Linked DNA regions of Mus musculus: all the other regions are linked to region 5. The links are chromatin contacts, called in public HiChIP or PLAC-seq and promoter capture Hi-C maps. All regions are on one chromosome and are shown on one strand. Each heading gives the region's core, a stretch centred on a gene start, on an enhancer-like site or on the middle of the called end of the contact. The rest is flanking DNA. Distances are from core to core; before and after follow the strand shown.

What was found. Promoter capture Hi-C pulls out the DNA fragments that hold promoters and counts their contacts. HiChIP or PLAC-seq counts read pairs in DNA pulled down with a chosen protein or histone mark.
Region 1: a contact with region 5 is called in a promoter capture Hi-C map of hippocampal neurons, with 2.6 times the contacts expected there. The contact joins the enhancer-like site here to the promoter of Map10 in region 5. A contact is called at or near these places in 4 of 39 promoter capture datasets (embryonic stem cells, hippocampal neurons, liver and 1 more), 3 of 115 datasets of contacts at active chromatin or transcription factors (cardiomyocytes and embryonic stem cells) and 2 of 9 other capture datasets (adipose tissue and macrophages).
Region 2: an H3K27ac HiChIP or PLAC-seq map of heart atrium shows a contact between it and region 5, with 7 times the contacts expected there. The contact joins the enhancer-like site here to the promoter of Map10 in region 5. A contact is called at or near these places in 10 of 39 promoter capture datasets (the 3T3-L1 cell line, the C10 cell line, HPC-7-derived erythroid cells and 6 more), 1 of 15 datasets of contacts at CTCF or cohesin (the NIH/3T3 cell line), 1 of 484 Hi-C or Micro-C datasets (bone marrow-derived macrophages), 5 of 115 datasets of contacts at active chromatin or transcription factors (embryonic basal ganglia, embryonic forebrain, embryonic hindbrain and 2 more) and 1 of 9 other capture datasets (macrophages).
Region 3: an H3K27ac HiChIP or PLAC-seq map of cardiomyocytes shows a contact between it and region 5, with 5 times the contacts expected there. The contact joins the promoter of Tsnax here to the promoter of Map10 in region 5. A contact is called at or near these places in 3 of 39 promoter capture datasets (hippocampal neurons, pre-B cells and stem cell-derived epiblast-like cells), 1 of 484 Hi-C or Micro-C datasets (embryonic stem cells) and 2 of 115 datasets of contacts at active chromatin or transcription factors (cardiomyocytes and forebrain).
Region 4: an H3K27ac HiChIP or PLAC-seq map of embryonic stem cells shows a contact between it and region 5, with 2.7 times the contacts expected there. The contact joins the promoter of Disc1 here to the promoter of Map10 in region 5. A contact is called at or near these places in 3 of 39 promoter capture datasets (hippocampal neurons, maxillary cranial neural crest and neural stem cells), 1 of 484 Hi-C or Micro-C datasets (CD8 T cells), 6 of 115 datasets of contacts at active chromatin or transcription factors (astrocytes, bone marrow-derived macrophages, craniofacial prominence and 3 more) and 1 of 9 other capture datasets (adipose tissue).
Region 6: an H3K4me3 HiChIP or PLAC-seq map of stem cell-derived neural progenitor cells shows a contact between it and region 5, with 4 times the contacts expected there. The contact joins the promoter of Fam89a here to the promoter of Map10 in region 5. A contact is called at or near these places in 1 of 39 promoter capture datasets (hippocampal neurons) and 1 of 115 datasets of contacts at active chromatin or transcription factors (stem cell-derived neural progenitor cells).

The regions. Positions count from the first base shown.
Region 1 is chr8:125,077,187-125,081,061 of GRCm38.p6, forward strand. The region is part of intron 1 of Disc1 (disrupted in schizophrenia 1); the gene reads left to right. Among named protein-coding and RNA genes, the nearest start is that of Disc1, 25 kb to the left of the region's middle. Within about 2 kb of position 1,960, at least 19 of the 459 cell types and tissues checked have an H3K27ac peak or open chromatin away from gene starts, as enhancers often do. A contact at or near this core is called in hippocampal neurons, where this site is marked.
Region 2 is chr8:125,119,378-125,122,981 of GRCm38.p6, forward strand. All of the region lies in intron 3 of Disc1 (disrupted in schizophrenia 1), which reads left to right. Among named protein-coding and RNA genes, the nearest start is that of Disc1, 67 kb to the left of the region's middle. Within about 2 kb of position 1,329, at least 8 of the 459 cell types and tissues checked have an H3K27ac peak or open chromatin away from gene starts, as enhancers often do. A contact at or near this core is called in heart atrium, where this site is marked.
Region 3 is chr8:125,010,998-125,014,839 of GRCm38.p6, forward strand. It overlaps Tsnax (translin-associated factor X), which reads left to right and starts at 2,044. Exons shown (of 6, transcript NM_016909.3): 1 at 2,044-2,215; 2 at 2,513-2,617. The coding sequence starts at 2,200.
Region 4 is chr8:125,052,780-125,056,344 of GRCm38.p6, forward strand. Disc1 (disrupted in schizophrenia 1) reads left to right here and starts at 1,416. Exons shown (of 13, transcript NM_174854.2): 1 at 1,416-1,505. The coding sequence starts at 1,451.
Region 5 is chr8:125,667,505-125,671,160 of GRCm38.p6, forward strand. Map10 (microtubule-associated protein 10) reads left to right here and starts at 2,314. Exons shown (of 1, transcript NM_028908.3): 1 at 2,314-3,656. The coding sequence starts at 2,366.
Region 6 is chr8:124,750,219-124,754,104 of GRCm38.p6, forward strand. Fam89a (family with sequence similarity 89, member A) reads right to left here and starts at 1,648. Exons shown (of 2, transcript NM_001081120.2): 1 at 1,322-1,648. The coding sequence starts at 1,591.

The DNA of each region.
Region 1 (3,875 bases), core at 710-3,209, 590 kb before region 5:
AGACTGTCGCTCCACAGAGGATACATCCCTGTGATGAGCCTTGTGGGGCAGGCAGCTTTACAGCGGCAGGGCAGTGAACAGGCCTCTGGTGAAGAGCACGGTTCAGCAGACCTGTGTGGACACTGACAGAGCCTGAGAAGACAAACCTGCTGGAGCAAACTCTGAGACAAGCCTTCCTCACGGGTCTAGGACAGGTATACATCGCTGAGTCTTTCTGCTTCTGCCCAGATCCTGTTCCCATCCAGACATCCCCTCTGCTGTCGCCAGGGGCTCTTTTGGAGGCTGGGCTGGTTTAATCCTTTCTGGTTCTCCCCCAAGATAAGCTGGGTAATTGAAAATGTGCCCACGAGTATAATCTCCAAATTGGAGGATTTAAAACAAAGCTGATTAGAGGCTTCCAACTGTAAGCGCAGGACAGAAAAATCTTTCTTTAAAAGACGCCGTTGATACTGAAGAGGTGAGCACCTTGGTGGACTGCACATGGTTGGTGTGGACTCTGTGCAGAGAGAGTGCATGGGAGCTGGAGAGAGAGCCGAGTGTAAGCACGGGGACTTGAGTTGTTTTTCTAGGACCCACGCATTAAAAAGGTGTGGGTGGCAGTGTGCACGGTGGTGTGTATGGTGGTGTGCATGCTGGTGTGCATTGTCGTGTGTGTGGTGGTGTACATGGTAGTGTGCATTGTAGTGTGTATGGTGGTGTGCATGGTGGTGTGTGTGGTGGTGTGCATGCTGGTGTGCATTGTCGTGTGTGTATGGTGGTGTACATGGTAGTGTGCATTGTAGTGTGTATGGTGGTGTGCATGGCGGTGTGTTTGGTGGTGTGCACTTGCAGTCCCAGTGCTGGAGAGGTGGAGATAGGAAGATCCCTGAGGCTCACTCGCCTGACTTGTAAAGTTCCAGGCCAACGTCAGATGTTGTTAAAAATAAAAAAGATGGTCACCACCCGAGGGGCAACAGTCAAGGATGTAAGTTGTCTGTCTTCCACATGCACAGACATGTGTGCACACATATATGAATCTGAGCACACATGTATATACACACATGAGAATCTGAACATGCATGTGTACACATATGTAAATTTGAACATGCATATGCATATACACATGTGACTCTGAACGCACATGATGGCCACAACACAGAGAAGGAGAGGAGACTGGGCCTCAGGTGGCCTCCATTTTCTCCGTTCCCAGCAGCTTCCTCTGTCCCTCTCAGCATGGACTCAGGACACACATGTCTCTCTGTAGAATATCTCCTCTGCCCCACCAGGGCTCCCGCTGGGATCAGAGGTGCATCAAGAGGTCTCAGGAAGGCAGACTGGAGGAGACTTTCAAACAAGAAAACCACCATTGTCTGAAGACAGAAGGCCCACAGAGCTTGCTGACCACACGGACCTGGCCACAGGATGTTCAAAGAGGATGAGTTTGTTGTTTATGCCTCAGGAACCAGAAGAAGGTGGTGAGAGCCAGTGCGGCAGGCAGAGGGCTGTCTCTGCACTGTGGAGATAGGTGCCCCCATGTGAAGCGTGCTTTTTTATGAGATCATCACCAGTGACCTGCATTCCACAGAGCGAGACCTCGGTGCCCACTGGGTATTGCTTCTCTTCCAGGCCCACTGACCCCTGCTGTGAGGCTCGCTCCTTCCTGGAGAGCCCAGCCTCAAGTGGCTCAGGCACTTGTCCCTTTGATTCCAACCTGCCAGGTCACCTGACACCACCCAAGTCTGCACAGGAGCCACCAACACTCTCTGAATCGCAGCCCTCGGGGAGCAGCCAGCAGCTCTGGCTTTCAGCCCGCTGTGGCAGATGGCCCTGATCTGAGAGTTTATGTAATATCTGTCTGATGGCAGTGACTGCAAGAGACAGTGGCATCTCATTTAAATAATTCAACCGTCGTAAGCCGTGCTGCTTTGGATACTGGAGCTTGCGGAGAGAGCTGGGTGGAGATGTTTTGTGCTTTCCACAACGTGGAAACAGATGGTTGTATCCAAGGCTCACCTCAGATGGGTGGAGGCCAAGGCTTCCTCACACCCTCACTCTGAGGGTAAAGTTCACTGCTTTCTTCAAGATCTCACCATATAGAAGCACCATAAAAGCAGGAAGAGCCAAGTTCTTAGCAACTAATGTGCATGGTTTGTATGTAAATGAATTCTTCAAGAATTTACTCTTAAACATCCTGAGTACTCTTGCTGTCTCTTTCCTTAGGGTATTTATCCATTGAAACAAGCGCTTCGTTTTCAAGTAGCATGCAGGTTAACTGAGTGACGTCTAACCCACCGTTTCAGTACTGTCATCTTCAAAGGCTGATGGAGCTCAAATCAGACAGAACCAAGTCACTCTGTCTAGCGGTTTTCGTTCTTGTAACATGTGGAAGAACATGGAAGTTAAGGATAGACAGGTGGTCATTCCAACTACTCGGGAGGCTGAGACAGGAGGATTATAAGTCCCAGGCTTGTCTGGGCTGCAGAGTAAGTTCATCTTAAGCAACTTGTGAGACCTTGCCTCAAAGTTTACAAAAGATGAAGAGGGTCTATGTATGGCCCGTGGAGGAGCGTTTGCCTAGCACACATGAAGCTCTGAGTTCTATGCTCAGCAAAAGCAATGCAGCAACAAAGAAAAACACTGACAAAATACAGATATTAAATCACACGTTGAGTTTCAATATCAGGAGACTAGAGGAGGTAAATTATTTTGTTACATTTATTTATTTGTATGTGTGCATGTGTGTGTGTGCCTATATATACCATGGCACCTATTAGAGCCAGTTCTCTCCTTCCACCATGTATGTCCCAGGGATTGAACTCAGGTTGTCAGACTTGGCAGCAAGCACTTTCACTCACTGAGCCATCGTGCTGGCCCAGCACTAGATACGTTTTCCGACAGAGTCAAAGGATTGTGTGTTTACTGCTCTAGCTGTTGGTATGAACCTGGGAGAGCAGGACCTAAAACTAAATTTGACTAAAATCTCATGCAATAGCCAACTTTATTCTGAGCATCAGACAATTTATATTCTGAGGGTTAAGAAGAGTCTCCCAAGCGAAGTTTACAATCACCAGTATAAGTCGTACATGGCAAAACACGGTTTTCCATAGGGTCATTTGAGTGACGACAGCTGATGTAAACTCACTCCTATCTGCTACACCCGGAAGAGGCACAAAACCACACCCCAAGGACAGTTCCGTCTTGAAGAATCTGAGGCCACCAGGTTCTTCTCTTGTCTCCTTGAAGTTTTCTCACAAGCGCTCCGAATTCCCCTCACACAACTCCATTTCTGGACTGTGTTCCAACAGTTGTAAAAGACAATTAATTGTATTACATCTCATCTCAGACCCATCAGTCACAGCCCCCACCCGCCGCAAGCTGCTACAACCCAGGACTGTACAGATGCCACTACAGGCTGGCACCACGCAGATCGGATTCCTTCCGCTGCCCTCACATGCCTGCACCATGAGCCAGAGCTGGCATGTGGAAAGAGCATTGAACCCCCCAGGCACACAGACAGACAGACAGACAGACAGACAGACAGATAGTCACACACACACACACACACACATGCACACGCACATACACACACACTTTCCTGGCAGGACCATGTGATGCTGTTGTCAAGTCATCTTTTGGGTTAGGCATTAAGAGTGGCACAAGGCTTTGATGTGGGCTTACGTTCTGAGTACTATGAAAAGAAAGTACAAAGTAGAGATGCGCTTCCATCTCTGGGGAAGAATTTACATGTGCCATGCTGATAATTTGGAACAATTTTGTGAATAAACATATCTCCAAGTTGGCATACAAAGGGGCGGGGACACTTTAGAGAGCCCCGGAAATGAGCTCCTGCATAAAACGTGGCGTTAAACAGAAAGCCAGGACTTTGCGAATGACTT
Region 2 (3,604 bases), core at 79-2,578, 550 kb before region 5:
AGTCAGCTTGTTTTTGGAGGTCACCTATCTCTGCTTCCCACATTCTAGAATTATAGATGGCTTGCTGTGCCTACTGGGCATTTATGTGGGTTCTGGAGAATCTAAATTTTGCTACTCATGCAGTTGTTAGTGGCAATGACCTAGGCTGAATGAACAGGCTGAGGGCCTCCAAGACTCCCTTTAACCAGATGTGCTTGGTCTCTGAGCCTTGCAGGTGCCAGGTAGAGTGACATCGTTTTTTTTTTTTTCTCTAATACTAGAAGCTTACAGTTAGGAGAGGTGAGATGCCGTGGCTGGTAGAGGGATCTGGTTGTGTAGGGGAGTGTAGACTGTATGGGAATTGTAGACTGTGTATGGGAGTGTAGACTGTGTATGGGAGTGTAGACTGTATGGGAATTGTAGACTGTGTATGGGAGTGTAGACTGTGTATGGGAGTGTAGACTGTGTATGGGAGTGTAGACTGTGTATGGGGATGTAGACTGTGTATGGGAGTGTAGACTGTACGGGAGTGTAGACTGTGTATGGGGATGTAGACTGTGTATGGGAGTGTAGACTGTGTATGGGAGTGTAGACTGTGTATGGGAGTGTAGACTGTATGGGAGTGTAGACTGTATGGGAATTGTAGACTGTGTATGGGAGTGTAGACTGTGTATGGGAGTGTAGACTGTGTATGGGAGTGTAGAGTGTGTATGGGAGTGTAGACTGTATGGGAGTGTAGACTGTGTATGGGAGTGTAGACTGTGTATGGGAGTGTAGACTGTGTATGGGAGTGTAGACTGTGTACGGGAGTGTAGACCGTGTACGGGAGTGTAGACTGTATGGGAGTGTAGACTGTATGGGAATTGTAGACTGTGTATGGGAGTGTAGACTGTGTATGGGAGTGTAGACTGTATGGGAGTGTAGACTGTGTATGGGAGTGTAGACTGTGTATGGGAGTGTAGACGGTGTATGGGAGTGTAGACTGTATATGGGAGTGTAGAGGCTGTGTATGGGAGTGTAGACTGTGTATGGGAGTGTAGACTGTGTATGGGAGTGTAGACTGTGTATGGGAGTGTAGACTGTGTATGGGAGTGTAGACTGTGATCCTCTCCATGCAGGGCAGGTTGGGCTTGCCTAGCATCTCAGGAATGTAGGCAAGAACCATCCAAGAGAGAGCTGCAGGTTATCAGTGGAGAGTGTGACACTTTCCTGTCTCTGTCTGCCAGAGGACCATTCTGTCACCACCACTTTGCCCTGGTCACTTCAGAACTTGACTTGAGGGCAGTGGGGACCTGGTTGTCCCAGATTCTGCCCATTTATAGACTTGCCCAACATAGCAGCAGACTGGGGCTGGGGCAGCGGAGCACTAACTGCTTTCAAAGCACACCTCTGCTCAAAGCCATCCATGGCTCCGTGTACCTTGAGACAGCACCAGATCCCTTCCAATGGTGTAAGTGGTTCTGCTGCCCCCTTTTACCCTCATCCCACGTCTCCTTGGTTTGCTCACTATGAATGGCCCTAAAATTCAAGGCGAGAGTCACTCAGGGCTTCTACTTGGTACAGCCCATCAGCATAAGGGGTGGGGGGTGTAACCTGCGGAACCAGTGAGCTACCAGTATATAAAATTGGGTGTAGAGTACCAAATGGAGAAGATGCTGCCTAGGAAGTTGCATCCCCTGTGCCTAGTGGCCGTTGCAGAGTTAGAATCCCTGAGAAAGTTGAGAGAGTGGCCAAGGCTTTAATGCCACAGCTGAGTATTCACATTCCCTTTTCTAAACCTGAAAGAGAACTTCAGGTGGCCAGGGTCTCCAGAGTGAGTGACAGCACAGAGCCGGCCTGAGCTGGGACCTCTCCTGTTCTACTCCCTGTTTTCCTTTGTTTTCTTCTCCATGGTGATTGCTTTGCTGGATTAACCCTTTAGGGACCATCCAGGACCAGGAGACAGTTTAGAGCATAGCAGAGGACCAAGGGAAGCCAGGCTGGGATTTTTAAACACAGCATGAGCCTCCCAAAGCCGTACACATCAGGGCTGCTAATAATAACCAGTCCTTTGACATTAACTAAATTGCAGACATAAAGCTTGATGTATTGTTTAGATTATGGTGGTTAATCCCTAGGCCCATAATATAGAGATTATTATTAATGTCTTTTTTTTTTTAACAGATCAGGAAACTGGAGTCTAGAAAGGCTAAATAATTTGAAGGTCAGACAGACAGCTGGCTAAGCTCAGAGTTGAACTCAGGTTTTTCCCTGGCCCCTGCACAGTGAATCTCATTATAACTGCCTTAATTAGCGTTTCATTTTATGAGCATTTAACAAGATTTTTAGTGGTTTTCACCAAAAGTTTTTATTTTATAGAACAATATATAAGTTCTTGAGAAAAAAAGCCACATGACCTTCAGGTGCTTGTTAAAGAGTGGGAATATCTCAGTAGAGTCTGGGAGACCTTGCCCAGCCTGGACCAAGAAAACCGAGTGGCCTGTTTGATGAACACCAGTATTGAAAAGGATGTATCACTAACAGTGTTTGGAAAGCAACATCCAATTAGCTCTGGCAGGCAGTCGTGAAGAAGGTAGTGTGGACAAAGTCCAGTTATTTGGGACTTGGTCCTGGAATCCACTTTTTGATACCCTTAGGGCAGTAGGACAGGTCCTGGGCAAATTCCTGTGATGGCTAGTCTCCTTTGTGGACTGGATTTAAGCTCCCCAGGGGGATAGATTCTGGATGCGTCTATGAGGGTTTTCCCAGAGAGGTTTCACTGAGGAGGAAGACCTACCCTGGCTGTGGGAGGTACCACCCCTAGGACAGGGCTTTTGCATGAATAGAAAGGGAAAGAGAACATTCTTCTCTCTCTGCTTCCTGACTATAAATGCAATGTGATCCCGAGCTCCTGCAGCCCTTCGTCCCCATCACCACAGGCTGTACTGGCTGGCTCCATGAGTCCAAATAGACCCATTCCTTCTTACCTCGCTTTTGTCTAGCATCTTGTCACAGCAATGAGACAAGTAACGAATTCTATTCTCTGTGCAGTGTCTGAACATTGAATTCAGGTCATTTGGTGCATTTATGGGAAATTCACTTATTGATGGGGGCTTCTCCAAACTCTTGTTCATTCACTGCCTTCCCGTCACCTGGGCACCTTTGCTGGCCAAGCACCAGCGTGGGAGAAGGGCTATACCTGCTACATTGTGACTACCAGTGTGAGAGGGGCTGTATCAGCTACATTGTGACTACCAGTGTGAGAGAGGGGCTGTATCAGCTACATTGTGACTACCAGTGTGAGAGAGGGGCTGTATCTGCTACATTGTGACTACCAGTGTGAGAGGGACTGTATCTGCTACATTGTGACTACCAGTGTGAGAGAGGGGCTGTATCTGCTACATTGTGACTACCAGTATGGGAGAAGGGCTATACCTGCTACATTGTGACTACCAGTGTGAGAGAGGGGCTGTATCTGCTACATTGTGACTACCAGTGTGGGAGAAGTGTTGTATCTTACATTGTGACTAGTGTTAACTTGATCTGTGAAGAAAGGCTAGAAACTATTAATGTAGAATGGACTCCATGGGAATAGTCTGTAGGGCCCTTGGGATATGTAGGGGCATCTCGGGAACTACAGTGAACT
Region 3 (3,842 bases), core at 794-3,293, 660 kb before region 5:
GCAAGGGGCCAGGGAAGCTGAAAGAGGTGTAGCTAGCTGGGAGACTGGGGAGGCCTGGGGTTAAGTACATATGTAAATAAGTGCTGGGAAAATGCCCAGGGGATTCACCTCCATTAAAAACTCCCAAGAGGTCATTATTAAAAGTGATGAAACCCTTGCTCTATGGGAAGCCGTGGAAAAACATGCTCAGGTGGCAGAGCTGTAGCTGAGGCAGGGAGGGGCTGCAGGAGGAAAATGATGAGTCAGGTACTGGGAGAGAAGCCTTGAGAGCTGTTTTGGGAGTTAGAAAGCATACACTTCCAGTGTATGGTAAATTAGTATGAACGGTGAGATGGTCCCAGCTACTGCTGTTCTTGAATCCCGGGGGACATTAGAGTAAGACATTGATATCCTAGGAGGTTTTTTTTTTTTTTTTTTTTTTTTAAAGCATGGTCAGGTCATATTTTGGTTGTTGTTTTTGCTCATGCATGTGTCTCATGCATGCATGTATTGAGTGTGTGTGTGTGAGAGAGAGAGAGAGAGAGAGAGAGAGAGAGTAATAGCAGATATCGTTCCCCAGGTGTTCTTCACCTCTCAGTTTTTAGAGACAGGGTCTCTCACTGGCTCAGAACCTCTAACCTGCTAGCCAGCAAGCCCCAAAGATCTGTATCTCTCCATCTCCTCAGTGATGTTCTATATGGGTTCTCGGTGATACTTGGGTCCTGTATGCCTGCAGGGCAAGTACTTCACCTACTGAGCAATCCCTGTAGCCCCACATCGTCAAAAATAGTGGAATACTGGTTTTGTGTGTCAACTTGACACAAGCTGGAGTTATCACAGAGAAAGGAGCCTCCCTTGAGGAAATGCCTCCATGAGATCCAGCTGTAAGACATTTTCTCAACTAGTGATCAAGGGGGGAGGGCCCAGCCCATTGTGGGTGGTGCCATCCCTGGGCTAGTGGTCCTGGGTTCTATAAGAAAGCAGGCTTAGCAAGTCAGAGGAAGCAAGCCAGTAAGAAACACCCCTCCATGGCCTCTACATCAGCTCCTGCCTCCAAGTTCCTTCCTGTGTGAGTCCCTGTCCTGATTTCCTTTGGCATGAATAACGATGTGGAAGTATAAGCTGAATAAACCCTTTCCTCCCCAACTTATTGGTCATGTTTTGTGCAGGAATACAAACGCTAAGACAACTGGTGAATGTGGGCTCAGAAGTCACAGAAATTCAAGATGGTTATGTGTCCAACATTCATCCATTGTTGTTCCCCCACAGCCTTTTCATGCAGGACTCTGCCCAAACCATCTAGCTTTTTGCTGATTCAATGGTGACAGCTTATGGCCTGATTTTTGAGCTGGGAGACCCTCCTGTGATGCTGTTGTGGCCTTGACTTCACTGGCTAATTCTACGTATATCATTTCCATAAGTGTGTCTGTTCCTAAGTTAACAAGAACAGACTGTGTGACTAAAATGTCTGTAACATGCACATGGCTGAACTTGACTCAAGATGTTGGGCTTTGTTCAATAAGTAATCTTAATTGAGCATGGTCTCTAATGGGCTGCTGGAAGCCTCAAAGGAATGGTACTAGCTAGGTGAGGTAGCATGTGCTCAAACAACAGCCTTAGGGCTTGACAATGTGACCAAACTTTCCATCTATTCCAAAGCTGCTTCTCTTCGAAGACCTTGCGACACTTCCAGGTGCCACGCACCCAGCACATGCCAAGGGCATGCATGGACGCAGGAGGCTGCTCAGAGAGGCGAGGGGACAGGAGGCCGCTGCCCGCGACAGGACTACACAGCTCAGGTAGGCACTCAACGGCTTGCACCACAACCTGGCACACCGGAAGCATGCGCGACTGAGAGAGAGCGCCGGGTAGGCACTTGGACGTGGGAGAAGCCGGGACACAGACCGGAAGTATGTGCAGCACAGGGAGCGCGCCGGGAGCCCGGCCGGAAACGTGCGCTGCTGCAGGAGCGCGCCCGCCCGCATGCCCGCCCAGGCGGTGTGGGACACGGGCCGGAAGTGTGTGCGGCCGAGGGGACTCCGCGGCGGACGCAGCTCCCGGCTGAGGCTGCGTGAAGGATCCGCTTCCGGCGGCCGCCTACTGCGACCAGGGTGGTGTGCGCTGTCACCCACGGGCTCAGCGCGGCGTCCCGCGACGGCCTTTCGCTGAGCTGGCCCGGCGGCTGCGATCCCTGCGCGTGCAAGCCGAGGCCCCGCGGCCATGAACGGCAAAGAAGGTGCGGGGCCGGCGCGTGGAGGGGAGGGGCTGGCAGGGCCTGGCCCCTGTGCTCGGCTGTCACCGTGCCATCCATCGCACGCCCCCAGGGGACCCTGCGGACCGACCCAGAGCGCAGCCGGGTGCCTGGGGTCTCAAGCCGCGTTTTGTGCGACCCCTGCACCAGTGCACGAGTTTGGGGACCTGTGTGTGGCTGGAGAGGTCGAGCCCTGTGGGTACCGGGGGACGAAGGGGATAGCCTGGGCTGTGCTAGCGCGGCATCGCAAGGGCTCCATCCATCTCTTCTTTTCTGCCTAAGGACCAGGAGGGTTCAGGAAGAGGAAGCATGACACCTTCCCACATAACCAAAGGAGAGAGGGGAAGGATGCCAGTTTGTCTTCGCCGGTGATGCTGGCCTTCAAATGTAAGTTTCCATTAGGAGAATTAGAACCATAACCGTAACAATCGTGTCGCCGTAGTGTTCGGGTGTGGGGTCGGTTAGGGAGCCTTTAGTCCATGCCGATGTAAGGCTTAGTTTTCCTGAATGTTTCGTGTTGGTGCTAGGTCTGCCCAGAAAAAAAAAAAATCTGTATTCTAAACATTCCGATATCAGGATAACTTGACCAAGTTAATAGAACAAGAATACCAGTGTACATGTATGTACGAGATTCACTAATAGTTCCTGTTCTATGCAGAGTGCTACCTCAAAATAAGTCTTGCCAGTCTAGTAACCAATCTAACACACTCTAAATATAAATATATGTGCTAGTAAATGGTAAGTGTGAAGATGATGTTACATACAGAACAGTTGGTAAGAATGTGGCAGATATTTCCATATTATTTAACATTTAATGCTTTTTATGTGGGACTTTTTACTGTTTACTAATGTTAATATAGGCCACCATAGTCAAGGGCTTTGGGATATAGATGTTTGCCACTTTGCATTTGCTAAAAGTAACGCAAAGTAAAAACTGCTTCATATTTAGGAAGAAAGAATTAGGTTGCACCTTGTAAAGAGAAGGGTCCCAGCTAATGTGTGGACAGTTTTGTTTTTGTTTTTGTGTTTTTTTCTTTTTTGTTTTTGTTTTTTTTTTCGAGACAAGGTTTCTCTGTGTAGCCCTGGCTGTCCTAGAACTCACTCTGTAGACCAGGCTGACCTCGAACTCAGAAATCCACCTGCCTCTGCCTCCCAAGTGTTGGGATTAAAGACGTGCGCCACTCCCCCCCCTCCCTCTTCCCGGCTAATGTGGACAGTTTTAAAAGAACATAGCACCTACAGTGGTCTTCATGAGTGTGAGGAAACCAGGTAAAATTGACATGGCTGAATACTGAATGAAGCAAGCTGGTCGTTTCCCACATATTTGCTGTTTTCCTGTTTCTTTCTCTCATAGGTGGATAGTTCTTTGAGCTTGGATTTGTTTCTGACTTAGTGCTTTCATTACCAGCCCAGTGGACCATGTTCTCTTTGATACCCAGCTCAAGTGACTCCTTGGACACGATGGTTACTTTCATTCACTTCCCATCTGTATTGTCTGGTTTTGTGTCAACTTGACACAAGCTGGAGTTATCACAGAGAAAGGAGCTTCAGTTGAGGAAATGCCTTCATGAGATCCAGCTATAAGGCATTTTCTCAATTAGTGATCAAGAGG
Region 4 (3,565 bases), core at 166-2,665, 620 kb before region 5:
CCAGCCCCTGTTTTAAGACAGTTTATGTTATATATTCAGAGGTATGCCTAGTTATCCTCGGGAGTGAGTCAGGTAGACCTGAGAGTGTTTATGGCAGGCTGGCCAATTCAACTGTATTTACTACGGAGTGCCTCCTGAGGAGGAGAGGCGTTCCATTCGTTTTAGCTGACCACTTCAGATCGATCGCAGGCCATCACTGAGGGGAGTCAAGGCAGGAACCTAAGGCAGGCCTGCTTGCTATAGCACACAGCATTAACCTCCAATGGAGAGCTCACTTCACTGCCAATCAGGTATAGCAGGAACCACAGAGGACGCTGTTTGCCAGCTGGCTCGTAGATGGGCTTCAGCTCACTTAGCTTTCTTGGATAGTTCGAAACCTAGGTAATGGTGCCGCCCACAGTGGGCTGGGCCTTCGAAGGCCAGTTAACTGTCCAGACCTTTCTTACAGACGCGATACGGGCCAATCTGATCTAGGTAATCATGGACTAAAGCTCTCTGCTCACAGGACCCTAGGCTATGTCACACTGACAGGTAAAGCAAACTAGGATACCAACACAGTGCCTTTTTCAACCCTGTTACCCTACCCACTGCACTAAATCCTGACTCTGCTCATGTCTTTATCAACTTCAGCCGCATCCGCCCGTGCTTACCCGAAGGTTCCTGGTAAGAGGCAACTGCTCTGGCCCACCTTTCCAGCACCTGGTCTTTTTTCTAGGGCCACAGGCTCCTCCCTTCCAGCACGCACTCTCCCAGGCTTCTTCCCACTGCCCCATGCTCCACCCACAGTCAGGTCTCCGGCTGACTCCATGCAGTTCAGTTTTGTAGGTTTATTTTTGCCTCGGGGTCCAGAGGCGAGGTTATGACGGGCCTAACCCCTGACTGGCACTTCCTGTACCCACTGTCCTGTAGCAGGTGCTTTGCTGAAGCAGCCAAAGGGAAGGGATGGGGGAGGTGAGCCAGCTGCCAGGAGCTTGGCACAAGCCAAGGCTTGTGCCGTGCTCCTGGCCAGCCCCGTGCTGCCAGAGATTCGATTCTCAAGTCATTTTTAACAGCTGCTCCCACCCCCCCCGACCTGTCATCTGTCACTTTCCTTCGGCTTCACCGCGACTTGGTAGGAAGAAGTCCCTCTCTTGACCACCCCGCCTTTTACTCCCAGGGTCTGGGAAGCGCCCAGTCTTTCGGTCCCTGGCCACACTGCCCCATCACACTTCCCCTCCTTGGTTTCCTCCAAGTGAAAAGCAAAACTTTCTGCGCTGCGGTCTGGGAGCCGCGAGGGGCGGCGCGCGCGCGCTAGCGAGGGGCCGAGGCTGGAGAGGAAGCGGCGGTCCTGGGCAGGAGGAAGAAGCCAGCCCTCGGCTCGGCCCCCTGCCCGTTTCCCGCCGCCTCCGCGGCCGCCGCTACCACCATCACCACCACAGTCACCGCCGTCCGGGGCGCAGCCGGCCGCACGATGCAGGGCGGGGGTCCCCGGGGCGCTCCGATCCACAGTCCGAGCCACGGCGCAGGTAGGGCCCGGGGTTCTGGAGGAGGGCGAACGAGGCCTGCCGAGATCCGGGCGCACCCTGATGCAGGGGAGGGAAATCGAGGCAGTGAGCGGGGAGTGCAGGGTGCGGGCGGTCGTGTCCCCAGCTCCCACTGCAGCTCCCGTCCAAGCGCGTCCCCGTCCCGAGAGTCCGGCCGCCCTGAGGCGCAGTCGGCGAAGGGCGCGCCCGCACTCCTTCCTTGCGAGGTCCCGGTGGCCGCGAAGGTTTCCGCAGCGCCCAAGTGCAGCTCGATCCCAGGACTCCCTCGGGTGGCCGGCGCAGACGCTGCGGGGACGCGGGGCGAGGTTGAGAGAGGTGTGGGAACTGCAGCCCGCACCTCCCGTGGGGCTGCTCGCCGCCCACTTCCGAGTGTGGACTGTGACGCGCAGGGCAGCGCAGGCTGAGGGGACCCGCTCCATTTCCTCTGTCAGCTTGGGCCACGTACCAACCCCGGTGATGACATCGAGTTAAGTGGGTGGCCGCTTTTCAACCTCAGCAACTCACTGTCAGAAACCCCAAGAAAAGAACGTGATGGCACACGCCTCTTTTCCTAGCACTCGAGAGACAGGAAGACTGTGGAGACTTTCTAATACAATCTGGGCTACAATAGTGAGACTCTATCTCAAAAACCAAAATCAAATCAGAACAATGAAAAATAAAACAAGCACGGAGATCTGCTCCAGACTGGGCTTTGCAGTTTGGGCGTGTGCTGTGCCAAGGAGAGAAGGCAAAGGACTTAGGAGCTTCTTTTGGCTCTTGGAGCCTCAGTTTACCCATCTGTGAAAGGAGCACTAATCACTAGCTTCCCTACCTCCTTAACTGGCTTCTATGAAGACATTTTTGCAATTGGGAGTTGGAAAATACAGGGTTGGTAGGTGGGTGTAGGGTAAGAGTCTTCTGCACCCGCATCCTGGACTCGGGAATGCCTTAGTTTTTCAATTTGTAAAATGGAGCTGATTTTCCTGCCTACGTGGTAGATTTTAAAAGGGGTTTAATGTGGTAGGAGGACATGAAACCCCTGGCCAAATCTCTGCGATACAAAGCAAATTCTCAAAAATCTCTTAGTTGCCCAGGCTAGCCTTAAATCTGCTGCCTAGCCCAGGCTGGCCTCCAATTTGCTAGCCTTTGCCTCCCAAGTGCTGGGATTACAGGTGTGCTCCACTACGCACGGGTCCTTAAGTATTATTTTGACCATGCAAGACCTAAATAATCGTGGGCAATACAGGAATGCCAGTGTGACATGTTAGTGTCTGAGTTACAGGGTATTTGAAAAGACATTTGGCACCTGACATGGAGACCGTTGAGGTTTAGCCAGGATTCTGCCCACAGCAAATAGAGCCCTGGATGAGAAACCTGCTTTCTGAGCTGTCTCTCCAAGTCTCGGGCTTTCTCTTCTGTTTATAAGAAAGAGAAAGCACCTGGGCTGTAATTATTACCTTAGCCCTGAGAGTGCTGCCCTGGGATGGAGAGCAGAACATCTGGAACTGGGGCAGGTGACAGCCTACAGGCGACAGGTGCCACTTTGCAGAGAGTGCATGGGCCAGGCACTTGGTCCTGCCCTTTGATGAGGTCCCCCTCACACCGGTGAGGGGCTGGTGCTACCATCCTCATCTTCCCTTGGATGTGGCAAGGGTTGGAGTCACCTGCCTGTGGCCCTGGTGGTTAAACAGGGACTGGGGCTCAAAGTCAGATGCAGGTGTCTCCAATTACAGGCTGAAGGGAAGGTGTCAGGTGGAGCCCAGGCTGAGCGTGGACCTTTGCCTGGTCAAAGGTAATACCTGGTCTTCTGTTTCTGCCGTTTATACCTATCTTCATCTATCTATCTATCTATCTATCTATCTATCTATCTATCTATCTATCTATCTATCTATCTATCATCTATCTATCTATCTATCTATCTATCTTCTATCTATCAATCATCTATCTGTATATCTTCTGTCTCTATCATCTATCTTCAGCATCTATCAATCATCTATTACCTATCTATCATTTATCCATCAATCTGTCTGTCTATCTTCTATCAATTATCTACCTACCTATCT
Region 5 (3,656 bases), core at 1,064-3,563:
TACTACTGTTTCATGTAAATATTTGAGCACTCACACAAGCACAGAAAATAACACCATGGTGACTGGCAAGATGGTTCAGAGAGAGAGGCAAGCAGTGGGTATGATTCCTTTTCTTTAAGGTGATATGGGAAGTGGAGACAGGAGAGCCTCCTGGAAGCCTACAGGTCAGCTAGTCAGGAATATGTGGTATTGTATAATCAACAAGAGAAAAGCTCACCTCAACAGGGTAGAAGAAGACCGCAAAAGATATCCTCTGACCTCCAGACATGTGTCGTGAACAGTATGTCAGTACACAGTGACATACAAGTCATCACACACACACACACACACACACATATACACACATACACACACACACACACAATCATAAAGAAAACGATACCAGGAACTTTCATATACTTCTTCACAGATGCAATAATGAAGACTTTGGCTGAGGATGTAACGCGGTGGGTGAGCATGGCCTACCATACTACAAGCTCTAGGTTCCATTCCCAGCATTACCTGAAATTGGGTTGTGGAGGCACACAGACCTGTAAATATAACCCATCTCTGCAGGTTGGGCCAAGCTAGGTTTGGGGGCTGATGCCTGTGATCCTAGCACTGGAGGCTGTGATGGGTGGATCACAAGATCAAACCTGGGTGGCAAAGGAGACCCTGCTGTCTCAAAGACAAACAAACATCAGGCTGATTTTCCTACAGAATAAACTGTTTACTGCTGTAGTGAATTCTACAGAATAAACCTCCAGAGAGGCCCTGAATTTGCCTCTCTGCTGTTGAGTGTTTGATGGTCTTTGTTCCCTGAGCCATGTTTTTGACATGGATGCTGCTAGTTTTCCACACTTAACTAAAGACAGGAAGATCTAACATCTATTGCAGCTTGAACACTTGTTGCTATGCAACCTAACTGATGAGGTTACCAAGAGGACTAAGACCAACAAGAAGCTGGTAAGAACCCAGCATATTTTGGTGCCTGTGGAGGGTGGAGCATCACAGCTGATAGTTGGTCACCTGCTTCCCTCCTTCCCTTGATGGTGTAACTGAGGGAGCCAGGACTATATGACTGCATATGTGTTTTTCTACTCTATCCTTGTGACTGTGCTACCATCCTGACAGTGAGACAGTGACGTGTGTGTGTGTGTGTGTGTGTGTGTGTGTGTGTGTGTGTGTGTGAGAGAGAGAGAGAGAGAGAGAGAGAGAGAAGCACAAGGGTTGTGTCTGCCTCAGAATCACCCACAACATGAGACCAACACAACGTGTCTTTGTGAGCTCTGACTTAGATCAAATAAATAGGAAGGGAGACTCCTGATCTGCGTCTTATATGAGAGACCAGGGTTGGGAATCTTCGAGACACCCTGGAAGTTGTGGAGCTTCTGAACTTGGATCTGAGATGTAAAATCGTAAAATGGGCTGGTGCTAAATTCCTCTGTGCGTAGCTTGTGCACTACAGATCTCCAGTGGCAGACACTACTTTCACTCACCGCTCCTCCCAGACATATGTACCAATGCCATTTGCCTACTAACTGAACCAATCACTTCTTCCGCTCTCATGGCGGTGGTACTGGAGATTGTATGCAGTGAACAAGCACTCTTCCACTGAGCTGCACCTCCAGCCCTGACCCATCATTTTCAATACCTTAGGATAGTACATGATCCCTCTCCCCCGGCCCCTCATATTATATAGTAAAGACCCGAAGCTAGTGGGTTCCCATCCGTAGGGAATTCTGCATCAACTAACATAACAGAGTCTTTTTGAAGACACACCAGGGTGGTCAGATGTCAGGGTGGGAGGTGAGGGCTCTGGTGGGTGTTAGGGTGCACTGTCCCAATACACTGAGAGTTCCCCTACACCTGGGCGATGCAAGGTGGTCACGATGGAAGCTGAGGTCAAACCTCCTGAGGCTTCAAGAAGCCACAAGTCCGGTGAGGGCAGGATGGCCTACTAGTGGTCATTGTGTGAGAGGACAAAGAGAGGAAGGAGCCGGTGACAGAAGCTACAGCCTCTGACAGATGCACAGCAACCACAAAAAAGGTTGACTTGAGCAGTGGTCAGCAGGCTCTGAGGCCTAAATGGGCAGGGCGGCCCATTTACTTCCGGTACGTGATCCCTAAAGACGTAGGACCTGCGGTGATGAAATATAAAATAGAAATTATATTCATTTATATAAAATTTAGAGAGAGTGCTGCTTGAGCGCGTCTACTCCCTCAGCATCACGCAGCTGCTCCGACAAAACCCCATAGGCAAAAGAACTCCCAAGAGCACTCGGGGCCGGAAGTCAAGTCTCGCGAGGGCGCGGCCGGTCACGTGACCCTCGCTCCCGCTTCCGGTTGGCGGAGCGAGCTGGCGGCGTCGCCCGGGGCAACAGCAATGGCGACCACGGCGGCCGGGCGGCTCTTCTCGCTGGAGCTGCTCGTGGACTGGGTGCGGCTGGAGACCGGGCTGTCGCCGTGCGCCGCGAGCCCGGCTGTGGCGTTTCGCCTGCTGGACTTCCCGCCGCTGCTCGTCTTCCCGCCGGCCGCTCCTGGCCCGGAGCCCCAGCGCGGCGCCATCAGCTTCGGGCGCGGCAAGGCCTGCCTACTGCGCCTGCACCCTGCCGCCCTGCGGCGCCCGCGTCTGCGCGCAGCCCTGCTGCAACTGCCCGTGGGCCCGACTTCTGCGCCCGGCCTGGTGGGAGCTTGCGACATCCTGCTGGTCCCCTCCCTGGGCCAGCGAGGTGTATTCGCCCTGCGCGGGCCAGAGGCCGAGCGTGTTGGGGAGCTGGCGCTCTTCTATCGCCTGACCGAACTGGGACGCTTTTCCCCGGGGGTTCCGCAGCTGCGAGGCCCTCTGAGCCCTGCTTGTATCCTGGACTCCGAAGCCCTGGAGGTGTCAGAGCCAAGAACCGAGGAGACCTCGAAGCCATGCACCAAAGGCATCTCTGCCAGATGTCTACAGTGTGTCTCAAATGCACGCCTTCTGGAGGGCTCAGAGCCATGTGCCAAGGATACCAACAGCTGGTCTGCAGGGGACTCAGACGCCTCAGTTGTCCAGAAGTCCTGGGAAGAAGCGGTCTTACACAGTAAGGCTAGCTCTGGGGACATGGCTTCTGCCCCTTGTTCACCCGCTCCCAGTGGGAAAACTGTCAGTTCTGTCAGTCAGGATGTCACAGAACTGGACTTTGAAACCAACACATTTTGCCCTCCTCCACTGTATTACACTCACCTGACTCAGGAAAAGACTCCTTCAGCCAGGGTTGAAATCACTATTGAGCCTCAGAGAAATGAACCTGAGGATCTAGATGACATTTTTCCCGAAACAAAACTCGTAAGTCCTCCCTTAAGGCCAGTGAAACATACAAGAGCTGCAGTGCAGGAGAGCCCTCCTGTGCTTCCAAATCTTCCTCAGACTCAGGGTCCAGGAGAAGCGAACGAAGCTCCGTGTCCTCCTCAGATTGAACAAAGTCCAGTCAATGCTATAAGACAGCTGCCACTATTGAATGCTTTATTGATTGAGCTGTCCTTGCTGTGCAACCAGCCCGTGGCAAGCCCCACCCAGGTGCATCCCCATTTAGCCTGGTTGTACAGAGGTGAAGACAAGGGGCCAGACCCTTCCACCAAGTCCACATCCCCGTCGGAATCAAAGAGCAACAAGCTTTCTGTGCGAGAAAATGAAAAGTTGG
Region 6 (3,886 bases), core at 398-2,897, 920 kb before region 5:
CACCTCCTAACCTCTGGTTCCTGTCAGTCAAGCCTGAGGCTGAGAGGCTCAGGGCACCACTCAGCTCAGCAATCTCAGAGTTCTCTCCCGGTCACTTCCGGCCTTCCCACCTCCCTGACTCCATAGAGAAGTCCCCACTGTATTGGGGGACACGCCCTCTTTCTGTGCTTTGTCCCTTTCTCTGGCACTTGTCACATTCTGTCCCGACATGAATTATATCCCCACCACAGATTTGACCTCTGGCCCTCAAATTAAATAGATCGACACAGACATTCTGCAGAAGGCTCTGGAATGAACGACTATTTTTAAGCGAGATGTGAACTGTCTCGGAAACCTCACCATTCCCCCAGGACAGTAAGTCTCTTGAACAGCTAGCTACCAGACAGACGGAAGAGCCTCGTGATGGTTTTCTGAGAAGGCCTGTCAGGGCCTGTAGCCAAACCCTACCTTTAACATTGTTATCAGGCAGAGTGACAGCAGCTCATTTCCTATAGCTGAGCTCCGGAGCTACCGCCCAAGGCATAATTATAAGGTTCTGTACCTTAGTCATAGCAGGAGGGACCTGGGAAATACCTTCGGGAATGTAGCTGGGCTCCCAAGCCTCCCTAGCATGTTTATAAAGCAGAGCTTCACAACCAAGAGTCACCATGCGCCTTGCGTCTTATGCAAGAAAAAAAAAATACCTCAAACACTTGGGGGGCCAGTCTCTTTATTTCACTCAGCCATTCATGATTAGGCTGTAAACACACTAAGTATGGATTTATCTAAGCAAATGCAATTCGCTAGATGTATTAGGCTCAGGGTAGAAGATCTTAGTCTAGGGGAAAGAACTTGGATGGGTGGGTTGCGTGGGTCTTTCCCTACCTGGCTAGCCACAGGAAGCAACCTGGGAAAGAGCTCCCTGCGGCCCAAATCTCTGCCCTGGCATCACCCTGAATCGTGCGTCCTGGTGCAGGAACACCTACTCCACTTCGCAGGAGGGAGAAAAAAACTAAACCCATTGTTTGTGACCAGACATAAGGACTTCACCCGGCCGAGTACCGCTTCCGCGCCGGTAATCGGATTCCTGGAGGGCGGCCGGGGAGGGGCCCGGCCACCCATCTGTTGTTCACACTGACCCGCAGGCGCACAGGAAGCCTGTTCTCCTGAGACCCGGCAGGCGAACCTCGCCGCGCCCTGACCTGGCCCGGGAGAACCCCAGCATCTGAAGCTGCCCTGCCGGAGGTGATGTGAAGCCGTGGGAAGCCCTAGAGGGGAGTCCGGGCTTTCAGGGACCAAAAGAGAGTGTCCCACGACGGGACTCACGGCGCCTAGTCCTTACCATCTCCTTGCGCAACAGCGCCAGCGCGGCGTCCAGGTTGGGGGGCTTGGTCCGCATCCCGGCCGCCCGCGCCCCGCCGCCGCCCGCGCCCCCTCGGTTCAGCTCGTCCTGGATGCGCGACTTCTGAGCGTACAGCCGCTCCAGGTGCCGCCAGCCACCCGCCGCGCCTCCCGCCGCCGAGTGCAGCAGCCCGCTCAGGCTTTTGGGTAGCGGTGGCAGCCCGTCCACGCGCAGCCCCCGGGCCATGCCGGCGGACCCGGTTCCGCTCATCTCGTTGGGGCGCCGACACACGCGCGCGCAGCTTAGCCTAGGTCCCTGGAACCCGACGGGTCCCCACCCACTTCCCGCCCGCCCGAGTTCCGCCCGCTGCCCGGCCCTTTGGTCTCCGCCCCTCTCGGGACCCGCCCCTCTCCTCGGCTCTGTGCTGCTGCAGTGAGGCGACGCCCTGCAGGGCCCCCTGGCCTCCATCTCGACCTCCACTCATCTGCGCTCCGGACTAGCCCTCGGGGACACCTTAAGTCTTAGCTCTGTGAACCCTACGTGCAAGTCCCCTCCCTTTTTCGCCACACCACCAGCGGGTCTCCACCTCACTGTGTCCCACCTCCAGTCCTGTGCACCCCACCTCCAGCTGGTCACCTCCGCTATTCTCTCAGCCTCACCTCCAGCCTCAGGCCCATCCTACCAGCCATTCTGCACCCCTGGCCCCAGCGGTCTTCCGTCCTCCACTCCAGATGGGCTCTTACTCCCTTCCCTGTCCACGCTTCTGGCTGGATGATTTTGGTCTCTCTGGCTTCACTCTGACCAGCCACTGAAACCACTTTTATCTACCAAGGGGTCCAGTCCCCGCACCGACCCCACCCCGTGCTGCCTGCGCCCTAGCGTGGGCGTGATGATCGCAGGTGCTGGCAGCAGCCAGAACCGCACACAGTACTCATTCACGAGGCCTAGCTTGCCTCCTCTGTGAGCGTCAAGGTTTTCCCCGAACTTCAGCAGCCAAGGAGAGCGCCAGCCACACTTTGCTCACTCTTTTAAAGAAACGAACCAACTTGTCTTTCAGCCCTATCTAAAACAGGGAATAAGGACTCTGCCCCACCTGGTGGAAAGAGAAAACCGTCTCCTGCAAGTAGTGACTCAAACGCTCCATTCATGACATGTGCACACACGCGCGTGTGCACACACTAAAATAAGTAGGTGGAATTTTTTTAAGTGAAATCTCAGGGAGTTAGAGAAAGACGTTGAATCTCGGGACTTCACCAACTTCAGCAAAACTGAGTAAAAGTACACCCTGAAGAGAAGAGAGATGGATCAGGGAGAGAATTCGCCCTTCCAGGAAGACTCAAACCTTAGCAAAAGGTAACCGGCTCAGATTCAAGATGAGGAAACAGAAGTCTGGCCAATAGCAGAGAAACCTAGAGTCAATATCAAGAACTTCGATGCCAATGGCTACTCAGTCTAACTATAAAGGGACTGAATGACTCTGAATTAATCCAGCAGGAACATGTTTCAGGTAGTTCAGATACCTTCTATAAATGTGCCCTCTTGCTTTGGGGGCTTTCTTCTGCTGTGCGTGGAACCCACCCCGAAAATCAATCTGAGAAGTTAGTGTTGAATCCAGCCAGACAGTGAGATCCGAGGGGCACCCAGGAGACCACCTACCTACCTGCCCAGTATTTTCCCAGTAATCCAGTGTCTCACCTTCAGTAATTATCCAGCCACCTTCCCAAACCCTAGGCCATCCTTCATCATCTACCTGTTAAGCAATTGGGGAGTCTGAGATTGTCTGTGTGGGAGGAAGGGAAGAAGGGAGGGGAGGGGAGGAAACAGACCTGCCTTTCACAACCTGGCCTGAATTCTCTTTATCACCTGCCACCTTACCACAGCCTCTCTAGAAGACCTAGCAGAAAGGTCAAGTAAGCTGACGGAGCAACAGGAAGCATTTGAATACATCGGCACTGAAGTCACCTTAAAGTCTCTCCTTGTCAGGGAGACAGAAGCTGAAGGAAAGAGTATGGGACCAGCTAAAAACAGTCTGGGGCCCTTGGTGTGTGTGTGTATACATATATATATTCAGCAAATAACACCCTGAGATGGATAGAAATCTCCACAGAATTTATTCAGTTCTGATAAGGATTACATGAATCAACAGACACAATTATGCAACAGTTGACCAAATATTTTGACACCCATGGGGAGTGTCAGTGTTGCTTGCCTGCTTTGTTTATTTATTATATACATAGCCATGTCAGGGACTAAATACTGCTTTTATCTGCTGGAAAGCTCAGCCCTCCACCACTGAGCTATGCCATCAAGCTGTGTGTGTGTGTGTGTGTGTGTGTGTGTGTGCATACCAGTGACAGTTGTCTTCTGCTGTATTTTATTTTGTTATTTTATTTTTGTGTATGTGCACATGCAGGGGTCAGAGGACAGCTTTTAGGCAAGCCACTGTGTGGATCCCAGGGGTCAAAATAAGGTCATCTGAGACAAGAGCTCTCAGTACACCTGGAGCTTAGCAATCAGCTGGACTGACTGGCCAGCAAGCTCCAGGGGTCCTTCTGTCTCTGTCTC